Linked DNA regions of Mus musculus: region 1 is linked to region 2. A link is a contact called in public targeted proximity ligation data. All regions are on one chromosome and are shown on one strand. The core of a region is the stretch at or near the end of the contact, and the rest is flanking DNA. Distances in the headings are between cores, read along the strand shown. Region 1 overlaps Kif11 (kinesin family member 11). Region 2 holds the start of 4931408D14Rik (RIKEN cDNA 4931408D14 gene).

Region 1 (5,956 bases), core at 2,455-4,954, 130 kb before region 2:
TCATGACAATTTCGGTGAGCCACAATAGAATAACACAAAATTAAAAAGACAACTCCAAAAGTTCATGAGCTATATACAATTTCCTTCAATAATACTCTGAGACTACAAAATTCTACAAAACAGACTAGTCAATACAGGAATCAGAGCTAAGAAAAGAGGAGAAAATTCTATGAGTATCTTAGGGCATTTCTGGAAATAATCAATTGGTTGGTATATAGTATCATCCACATACTGGCATATTGTTCAGCAATATAAAGAAATAAACTACTAATAAGTATAAACAGCATTTTTAAATCTCAAATGTTGCTGGGCGTGGTGGCGCACGCCTTTAATCCCAGCACTCAGGAGGCAGAGGAAGGAGGATTTCTGAGTTCGAGGCCAGCCTGGTCTACAGAGTGAGTTCCAGGATAGCCAGGGCTACAGAGAAACCCTATCTCGAAAAACCAAAAAAAAAAAAAAAAAAAAAAAAAAAAATCTCAAATGTTATACCAAGTAAAAGAAAGAAACAAAAGGCCAAATAAGCCAGGTGATGGTGGCACACGCCTTTAATCCCAGCACTCGGGAGGCAGAGGCAGGCGGATTTCTGAGTTCGAGGCCAGCATGGTCTACAAAGTGAGTTCCAGGACAGCCAGGGCTATATACAGAGAAACCCTGTCTCAAAAAACAAAAAAACAAAAACAAAAAAAAAAAAAAGGACAAATAATTTATGATTTTTTTCTAGAACATGTGTAAGAAAGGCAAACAATCTATAGAAAGCATATTGATTAAGCCAGGCCACTCAGCTTACATTGATGTATTTTTAAAACTACTGAAAAAAGTGCTAACAAGAGGTAAATTTCATAGTGTGTAAAGCAATGAAGCAAACTGAAATCATAATTGTAAGCACAAATGCTACCAAGGGTGTCAACTGCATTATAAAGCTAGGAATGTCAACACAGCAGTGGTAGGAAAACATTCTATTAGGAATGGCTTTATGTCATTAACGGTGATCTACTGTTATTCCTAGCCTGGTGTGGTGGCAGTGGCCTTTAATCCCACCACTCAGGAGGCAGAAATAGGTGGATCTTTGAGTTCCGGGCCAACCTGGTCTACAAAGAAAGTTCAAAGACAGCCAGGACCTCACAGAGAAACGCTGTCTCAAAAATCCAAACCAAAGAGCCAGGTAGTTGTGTCACACGCCTTTAATCCCAGCACTTGGGAGGCAAAGCAGGTGGATTTCTGAGTTCAAGGCCAGCCTGGTCTACAGAGTGAGTTCCAGGACAGCCAAGGCTATATAGAGAAACTCAAAAACAAAAAACAAAAACAAAAACAAACAAACAAAAATCAAACCAAAAATGAAAAACAAAAACAAAAACAGTGATCTGTTGTTATTCCTTATTTCAGGCATGCCAAACATGGTTACATTACTCCATAAAGACTCATAATTACTGTCAGGCAGGGGTGGTACACGCCTTTAATCCCCAGCACTAAGAAATCAAGAGGCAGGTGGATCTCTTAGTTAGAGGCCAGCCTGATCTACAGAGCTAGTTCCAGGGCAGCCAGGGTTACACAGAGAAACCCTGTCTAAAAGCTAAAATCAACCAACAAAACAAACAAAAATCATAATTACCTTAATAAGAGCTTTTTTGGTGAGTTTTTGATTAACTTCAGGCTTATTCATTATGTTCTTTGCTCTGTGAGCATATTCCAATGTACTCAGAGTTTCCTGTTATGAAAAGGAAAGGTTAATAATTACTGAAGGTATAAGGATGAAAATAAAGATACTCTTATTTAAAATGTACTACATAACTTACAATCATAATTTCTATCTGTGTTTAGTGTATGGTCTATTTATACACTGTTTTATCTTTGTGTGTGCTGTATGTGTGCATGAGTGTGAAAGCCATCAGGACAAGGTTGAACATCTTTATCACTCTCCATCTTATGCTTTGAGGTGGAGCCTTTCAATGAACCTGAAACGTGTCAACCTAGCTAGCCTGGCTGGCCAGTGAGCTCCAAAGCTGTGAATGTCTCCTCCCAAAGCCAGAACTGCATCACCAAACTTAGCTCTGATGTGAAAACTGGGAATCTGAACTTGGAACTTGGGTCTCCTCATGACAAGCACTTTACCAACAGAGCCATCAGTTCAAGCCTCCTACACAGGTCTTAAACTCAATGAATTCCACCAACTGGTAAGTAAACAAAATGTCCTTTTATGTAACAATTTTCTCAAAGATAAAATCTTTCATCTTGGAAGGAAATTCATTAAGGATGATGTTCTAAGGGTAGTCTTACTACATTCCATATTGCAGGGCAGCTCAGAAATACAATGCAAGTTCCTGAAACAGATATACCAGGCTCCTCCCTCTCTAAGTACACTGTACGTAGTAAGGACTACTGAGAGATACCCTCAGACCAGAAAGTTCCTGAACTAGACACAGTGGGCCCCTCCCAGCGAGACACTCTCAGACCAGCAGAGCTACTACCAACAAACCGCGCTGCCTAGAAGAGGCAGACAGCAGGCCTCCCCCACCCCTTTGTCAGCCTGTTGAGCTGAAGGCAAGTTACACAGTCATGAGCAAATGCACACTGAGGATGGGGAGGCTCTGGTGATTCAGATGTCCTTGTACAAGTGATCTCTCACTCATATTACGGTAAGTAACCCCAATAAAACCCACTAGCTCACCGAGTTGAGCTCTGGTGATGTCTTTACTTTGGTCTGCATGTGTTCTCTGAGGTGAGTAGACATTTGTTCATGAGATCCCAGAAACCGTGTTACACAATACCTATATCCACATAATTAATTATGCACCCATTAAAAAAGAATTAAGAGGGGACTAAAGAGATGGCTCAGTGGCTAAGAGAACTGGTTACTCTTCCAGAGGTCCTGAGTTCAATTCCCAGACACCACATGGTGGCTCACAACCTGTAATGAGATCTGATGCTCTCTTCTGCTGTGTCTGAAGACATCGACAGTGTACTCATACATAAACTAAATAAATCTTTAAAAAAAAAAAGAAGTGTTGATATATAAAAAAATTTTAACATTGCATAGTGTAATGAAAATAACATGCCAAGTACTAGAATTCAGTGCCCCAAAAGGACTTAACTTGGTCTGAGTCCTTAATGAACCCTACATACTACCCATCACTACTGACATTCAGCAATATTTTTATTGACGTGCATGAGTATTTTGCCTGAGTGTAAGTCTGTGCACTGTGTGCAGGCCTAGTGCCTAAGGCAGTCAGAAAAGGGCAAGAGATCCCTAAGCATGGAGTTACAAACAGTTGTGAGTCATCATGTGGGTGCTGGAAATCAAACACTGGTCATGTGGTAAAACAGTCAAATCTCTTAACCACTGAGTCATTCCTTCAGGCCCAGCGATCTTGGTTCGATTGTTTAAATAATGTATGAAGGGCTAGCAAGATGACTCACTGAGCAAAGACACTTGCCACCAAGCCAAATGACCTGAGCTTGATTCCTGCTGGAGTCCACAAGGGGAGAATTGACAGTCACAAGTTATTTTCTGACTCCTATTTGTAGACCCCCTACCCCCAAAACATACATACATACATACATACATACATACATACATACATACATACAAAATAAGTAAACAAATGAGTGTATGTATGTATGTGTGTGTATATATACATATATGTACTAACTAGTTTTGTGTCAACTTGACACAGTTATCACAGTTGAGTTGAGAAAATGCCTCCATGAGATCCAGCTGTAAGGCATTTTCTCAATTAGTGATGGGGGGTTGGGGGGTCCATCTTGTGGGTGGGGCCATCTCTGGGCTGGTAGTCTTGGTTCTATAAAAGAGCAGGCTGAGCAAGCCAGAGGAAGCAAGCCAGCAAAGAAAAACCCTTCCGTGGCCTCTGTATCAGCTCCTGCTTTTTGACTTGCTTGAGTTCCAGTCCTGACTTCCTTTAGTGATCAACAGCAATGTGGAAATGTAAGCTGAATAAATCCTTTCCTCCCCAACTTGCTTCTTGGTCATGATGTTTGTGCAGGAATAGAAACCCTGACTAAGACAATATCTCTCTCTTTTTTTTTTAAATTGTGAAACCAGGGCTGATAAGATGGCTCACTTGTTAAGAACACTGGCAGTGCTGGGCGGTGGTGGCGCATGCCTTTAATCCCAGCACTTGGAAGGCAGAGACAGGCGAATTTCTGTGTTCGAAGCCAGCCTGGTCTACAGAGTGAGTTCCAGGACAGCCAGAGGAACACAGAGAAACCCTGTCTCGAAAAATTTAAAAAAGAAAGAGGAGGAAGAAGAGGAGGAGGAGAAGGAGGAGAAGGAGAAAGAAAAAATTAGGAAGAAGAAAGAAGAAGCAAAAGAAAAAAAGAAAAGAAAGAAAAAACTACTTTGGAAGTCATAACTGGCTTTTTATTGTACCAGATTGTTCAATTTTTATAGTAGAGAAGGAAGCCAGTAAATGAACTTTAAAAATATGACAGCTAAGAAAGGCTTATAGTTCCCACGGTTGCTGCATTTTCTCAAAGGGCTTACCTCAAGATTGAAAGATGCAGGGGAAATGGTTGCAATTATAGATGTTCTTGTACGTCCCCCAAGAGAATCTTGCAGGATTCTAGTTAGTTTAGATTCTCGATAAGGAATATGAGGTGTTCTTTCCACAAGAGCAGTAATAACTCTTCCCAGAGTCAAGAGGGATTGGTTGATATTTCCAGCTTCCCGGGCCCTCTTGTCAACAGCTCCAGAACGCCCAATATTTTCACTTCCTGCAAGATCAACCTTTAATTTAAAAAAAGAAAAAGGTCAATCTATTGTATTTAGATTCAAAGATTTGTATTCTTTTATATATTTTACTCTATACCATGTTCTAAATCATAGTAAAATAAATTTTCACAACAAATTCCTTCTCCCACTTCAAAGCTAGTTGATGAAGTTAACTATGAAAATACTGTACATAAGTGAGAATTTCAGCTTTTCCAGGAAGAAATCAAGACTAGCACAGTGGCATCAAGGCAGGATACTTACCAAATTCAACTTTCCAATTTTAACAAGCTCTTCTCCATCAATTGTTGTTTCTTTCATGTGTATCGTAACAGAAAAAACTGAGTGTGAACGACTAGAAAAAAAGATCAAGTTGTCGACTCATTACAATGAAAATGTTATCTGTTCCCTATCAAATACTAAAAGCAGGAAAGGAAGCTCTGAATGTACCAGGGAGGACCAAGACATCATTAATCAGAAAATTGAACTTGGAAAGACAAAATTCTACCTGCTACCTACAATACTGACCCTATCAAAGAAGCTATCAAAACTACCCTAGAACTTTTGCAATTCCTGGGTTCCATACCCAGCAACACATACACACATTCAAAGAATTTGGGGGAAAATCTGAAATAAAAAAAAAAAGAGCGTTTCAGAGCAGATGGCTGCCAACCAGAACATCAGTGTGTTTATTAATATCATTAGGATTGGCGACTATGGTCATTTTGTATTGTCTCCTTTGTACTTTTAAAAATTCTTATTTTATAAGTTATTTAAATTACAGAAAGGGGACGGGTGCGAGGAAAACAAACTATACCCCTGAGTTCTATTTAGCCAATGTTTTTCTATTATTATCCACTGATTATATTATATTATATTATTAATGTTATAAAAAGCATGATGTGTGGATTGAGCATGTATACAGTAAGGGGTAGAGCACATTCCATGTGGAGTTGGCTCTTTCCTTCTACCTTTAGATGGGTGGGTTTTAGGGCTAAATTAGCAGGACAAGTCCCTTAAGAGGCCATATCAACAGCTAGCCCTACCCACAGGTTTCTAGCTTAAGATTGTGGGATTGATGGAATTAAGCATAAATATCAACTGCCTTGGGAAAGCTAAGTTAATTTTTTTATTCATAAAAAAATGATCTTTGTTTTTTGGGTTTTTTTTTCAGTTACTCCTTTTATTTTCTCTGTTTAAAATCAAACAGAAAACAAACATCAACTCTGTTAT
Region 2 (5,214 bases), core at 63-2,562:
CTCAGTGGGTAAGAGCACCCAACTGTTCTTCCGAAGGTCCAGAGTTCAAATCCCAGCAACCACATGGTGGCTCACAGCCATCTGTAACAAGATCTGACGCCCTCTTCTGGAGTGTCTGAAGACAGCTACAGTGTACTTACATATAATAAATAAATAAATCTTAAAAAAAAAATATTCAGGTTTCTCTTGAGACATCTTTGACCTATGTGACATTTAGAAATAAATTCATTTTGGTTTGTTTTGGGTGGTGATGTGCCTTTTGTTTTTTGCAATTCTAAGATGGTAAGCCTAGTCTAGTATGACCTTGGACTTTGTGGACTCAAAAAAAAAAAAAATCCTCCTACCTCTGCTGGCAAGTATTTGGGTCTAACAGCATGTGTCACCAGTTTAGAAATATAGCGTGCATTTGTCAAATATTTAGAGGTTTCCCGGCAATGTTTCCACTATTCTTAGTTTAATTTCACTCAACTCCAAGATCATGCATTTGTTTGCTTCCAGATAGTGGCTTGCTAGAGGCCAAGCTTCTAGCTCACAGTCCTGAGTGCTGGGATGAGAGGTGAGTGTTATCATGCCAGATGCCGACGCCTATTTTCTAGGGCTTTTGTTTTTAAGCTTGTTTAAGTGTGGTTTTCAGTCTGGAATGTAACCTCAGCGAATATTTTATCTGAATTTGAGAGTGATGTTCACCCATACTTGTCGGATGAGTGTTCTTCAAATGTCAACAGATCCAGATGACTAACGGCACCGGCTAGGACTGGCTAGGTTCCACTTGGCTTTGTGCATTTTCTCTCTGATAGGTCGATTACTGTCTGGTGCGTTGCTGGAGTATTGAGCGCTAATGGATTGAGCCTTTTTTGTGTTTTTGTTAAATGGTTTTCTGTTCCCTTGGCTATTTTGACTCCCTGCTGTTCAGCTTGATCATATTAATGACTGTAGGTCTTTTTGGACAATAGACTGCGTTTGTTTTGTGTGGTGCTCCTTTTTGCCCCTGGTCGTTTTCCTTGCACCAGCTGGCTCTGTGCCTGGAAGCTCGGAGCTTGCTCTCTTTGAGTCCTATCCCTGAAGTCGCCCATCCTCTGGGAGGCAGACAGACATCTTCAGCCTCTGAGGCTGATTTACAAACAAGAGTTGGATCCACAGAACAGCAGCCCGGAACTAGGGGCAAGGGTCACATGTCCAGTCAGAAAGAACGCCCTCCTTCACCCAAATTGCTCAAAACTGTTGTTGGCTCTTCTTCAAAACTCTTGATGTTTGGCAATACCGTGTGCACTTTGACCATAGCGTCCAGTGCCTTGTTGAGCAGTTTTCAGTAGACTTTCGCTTTGCACAAACATCTTCTCTGAGTGATCCAACACCTCCTGCAGCTCTGGCAAACTCTGGGTCAGCCCGGAGTCCCTCGAAGCTGGAGCTGAGGTCAGAGAAGCCCAGGACAGCCACGAAGCTGTGGGTCCTCGCGCCTAACAACCACGGTTAAGGATTCTGATACGTTACCAAACCGCCACCCAGAAAGGAATTGCAATGTGGACTTCTACAAGAAATCAGAAACAGTAAAGGTAGCCTGAAAGCCACACCGAAATTACCTGCTACCATCCAGGATGCTGAGCAGACAAGGGTTTGTGGGAATGGGGCGTGGCTAGGCGCCTAGGCACTTATGGATTCTCTTCTTTTCAGAACAGCCTTGCTGCCTGCAGGGGTGACTGAGGCCCTGAAGTCCAGAGCTTTGCTGAGTCGTCACTTGGGAGAGTAAATCTCCAATGGTCTGCCCGTGCAGTGAGCATTGTAACCTGTATCACTGTAAATCTTATTTGCAGTGAGTCCTTGTTCATCCCTTCAGTGTGTGTGTGGGGGGGGGGGGCTGGGGGGGGGCGAGGGAGGGCGGCAGAAGTCGTCCTTGGATATTATTTTCCAGGAGCTATCTATCTTGCTCTTGAAACGGTGCTCACAAAGAAGGATAGGCTGGCTGGCCACCAAAGCCTAGGGACTGTCCTGCCTTTGCCTTGCCCGCACTGGGGTTACAAGTGTGTGCTACCAGGCCTGATTTGTGTGTGTGCTAGGGATCAGACATGAATTCTCAATTGACTGACTGACTCCCTCCCCATTCTGCTGTTCAGAGCTTTTAAGTACTCAGCAGGGGAAAAAATTGCAGGTACACCTTGCTGACTTAACCTCTCTCTTTCAATTTCATAAATATATTTATTATTTAAATTGTGTATATGAGTGTGTATTGTGTATGTGTGTATAAAAAAAGAGTATGTGTATATGAGTGAGTATATGAGTAAATGCTTGTGTATGAGTGTGTATATATGTATGAGTATGAATGTATACTGTGTTATGAATATGTGAGAGTATGCATATGTAACTATACATATACACATATGAGTTAGTGTGTATGAATGTGTTATGTGTATTGTGAGTGTGTATATTTAACTATGTGCGTGTATATATATATATATATATATATATATATATATATATATATATATGAATGAGTATATTGTATGAATGAATGTGTATGTGTATGTGTGTACATGTGTATGTGAGAGAGTGTGTGTTTTCTTAAGCCTAAGTCATGTCTCTAACCTTTCTCTGCAGTAGCTTGCTATGTAGTCCAGACTGGTTTTGAATTCAAGGTGATCCTCCTGCCTCAGCTTCCCCAGTGATAGGATTACAGGATGAGGCACAAGGCCTGCCTACTCATTTGGGTTTTCTCGTGTTTGCTGAAAAGCTAACATATATCAGGTTTCGTGCTTCTGTTTCTCCTTGCAGGGCCTGTTTATTCTGAGGTTGACCTTTAAACTTAAATCTCTGCTGTTATGCTAGTGAGGTTTGCGTTGGCAAGTGGAGGTAAATGTCCACATTCATTCTTTGATGACTAATGGGAAACATCTCCAACCTCTTACGCACATTTAATTCACTGTTTAATCTGGTGTCTGGTGCCCTCAGGTCAACACTCAGTTCTGTTGAATTGAAGTAAGAGGGCATCAGCCCTGGGCTCACATACTCAGCTGGTCTTTAATTTTATGCTGTTTGCTGTTGCTATGTTTATCACAAATTCAACATCTCTTTCACATTTTATAAATAGGTGAGGTCATAAAACCTGATCTTTCACACAATCACACTAAATCTGTGTCAAATAGAGTAGGATCGCTCTCTCTCTTTCATGTTTTTGTTAAATATATTTGTGTATTATACACATTAGGAGGGAAAAAACCCAAACCTTTTAAAAGTTTAAAAGAGGGGCTGGAGGGATGGCTCAGCGATTAAGAGCACTGACTGCTCTTTCAAAGGTCCTGAGTTCAATTCCCAGCAACCACATGGTGGCTCACAACCATCTGCAATGTGATCTGATGCTCTCTTCTGATTTGTCTAAAGACAACTACAGTGTACTCATAGACATCAAATAAATAAATAAATAAATAAATAAATAAATCTTTTTTTTTAAAGTTAAAAAAGAAAGCACAAAAATTTATTGGAGCACTCACTGATGGGAGGTTTATGACAATAGATCTTGCATATGGCCTTTGTTCTGCATATCATTCTCATATGGTTTATATTTCCAGCCCAAACAAGTACAGTTAACAAAAGTTAAAGCCAGCCAGGAAGTGGTGGCCCACGCCTTTAATCCCAGCACTCAGGAGGCAGAGGCAGACAGATCTCTTTGGGCCAGTTTGGTCTACAAAGATTGTTCTAGGACAGCCAGGGCTGCACAGAGAAACTCTGTCTCAAAACAAACAAACAAAGGCCAGTATTCCACCCCTGTTTGTGTGTGTTTCCATATGGGCATGTACATATATGTAACCACATAGGCATGTGCATATATGTAACCACATGGGCATGGGCATATATGTAACCACATGTGCATATATGTAACCACATGTGCATGTGCATATATGTAACCACATGGGCATGGGCATATATGTAACTATATGGGCATGGGCATATATGTAACCACATGGGCATGGGCATATATGTTACCACATGGGCATGGGCATATATGTAACCACATGGGCATATATGTAACCACATGGGCATGGGCATATATGCAACCACATGTGCATATATGTAACCACATGGGCATGGGCATATATGTTACCACATGGCATGGGTGCTGCTCAGAGCGCGGTAGAAGGGCCCTCCAGCAGGTTTTCATGTTCCCCTGCCCACCTCAGTCCCTGACAGGCAAGTGGCATAGTGACTGGCTCCTGCCCGGGGCGGGGGACCCAAACTCTGAATTCTTTGTGGCTTACTCATGTCTTGCTCTCTCCTGCTGGGTTACTTTACAGAATCTCCTCTTTTCCAACAGAGGCTGATGGATCAATCAATTGAAAGCTGAGCCCAGCAGGTGAGGGAAAACTCCCGTCTTTGTCATGGCGCGTGTCCACTCCTCAAGGCCATGGAGATTCGGACCGAAGGGTTCCAGAGATCGCGTGGTGAGGCCGTGTGGAGTTTGCCATGCAGGGGAGCTCCCAGCACCAAGCATCTGCCAGCAAAGAGCCCAACTTGAACCTTGGAAAACTGTGTCCTCTCTTCCCAAGTGTTCCACTGAGCCACTGACTTCTCCAGGAGTCATTCAGATTCTAATCGTAACCCTTGAAGCAGCCATTTCTTTCTGTGCTGTGGAAGCTGAACTTGCTAAAGCAGCTAGGATTGGTCCCCTGGTGGTCTTGGCCAGTTCTTGGACAACGAGGCTATAGCCAGGTCCTTAGGCAGAGTCTTGAGCCAGTACAGGTCCATGCTTCCCAGCGGGGATGGATTTCTTTTCGGACATACCTCGTAGAAACTGGTTTGTCTGGAGCTCCATCACTTGTGCTATACTGCCTGGGCAGAGGGAAAGACCACAGGGGAGGCGGTGGCTGTGCCGGGCAGGGAGACCTCACAGCTATTGTGCTCCATGGAACAGCCCAGGCCCTGCCATCCTGCATGGATGTTTTGTTTAGTCAAGGCTGGCTGACCCCAAAGCGGGGAATTATTATTGTAACATGTGTTTGGTGGAAGGGCGATGTTGGGAGACGGTGGGAGGGGAGAGGCGTCTTATTGCTGTCTGGGTGGGTTGGAGCTGGTAGGAGCTTCTACCACTCTCCTCCGCTCTATCTCCTTGTCCCGGGATCCATGCTGTTCCTCTAAGAGAAGCAATGAAAGGTCAACCTCGGGCTGCTGAAAACACGCCCCCTTGAGGTTATCCGACGGCCTAAGCTGTATCCTATGGGATGGGAA

The links.
Region 1: a targeted proximity ligation map of pancreatic cancer cells shows a contact between it and region 2. A contact is called at or near these places in 2 of 484 Hi-C or Micro-C datasets (the G1E-ER4 cell line and embryonic stem cells), 2 of 130 datasets of targeted methods (embryonic stem cells and pancreatic cancer cells) and 2 of 9 other capture datasets (adipose tissue and liver).

The regions. Positions count from the first base shown.
Region 1 is chr19:37,389,434-37,395,389 of GRCm38.p6, reverse strand. Kif11 (kinesin family member 11) reads right to left here. Exons shown (of 22, transcript NM_010615.2): 7 at 4,988-5,078; 8 at 4,499-4,741; 9 at 1,610-1,705. It also overlaps the pseudogene Gm8663. Among named protein-coding and RNA genes, the nearest start is that of Kif11, 16 kb to the right of the region's middle.
Region 2 is chr19:37,260,193-37,265,406 of GRCm38.p6, reverse strand. It overlaps 4931408D14Rik (RIKEN cDNA 4931408D14 gene), which reads left to right and starts at 1,312. Exons shown (of 3, transcript NR_040299.1): 1 at 1,312-1,553; 2 at 1,672-1,810; 3 at 4,304-5,214.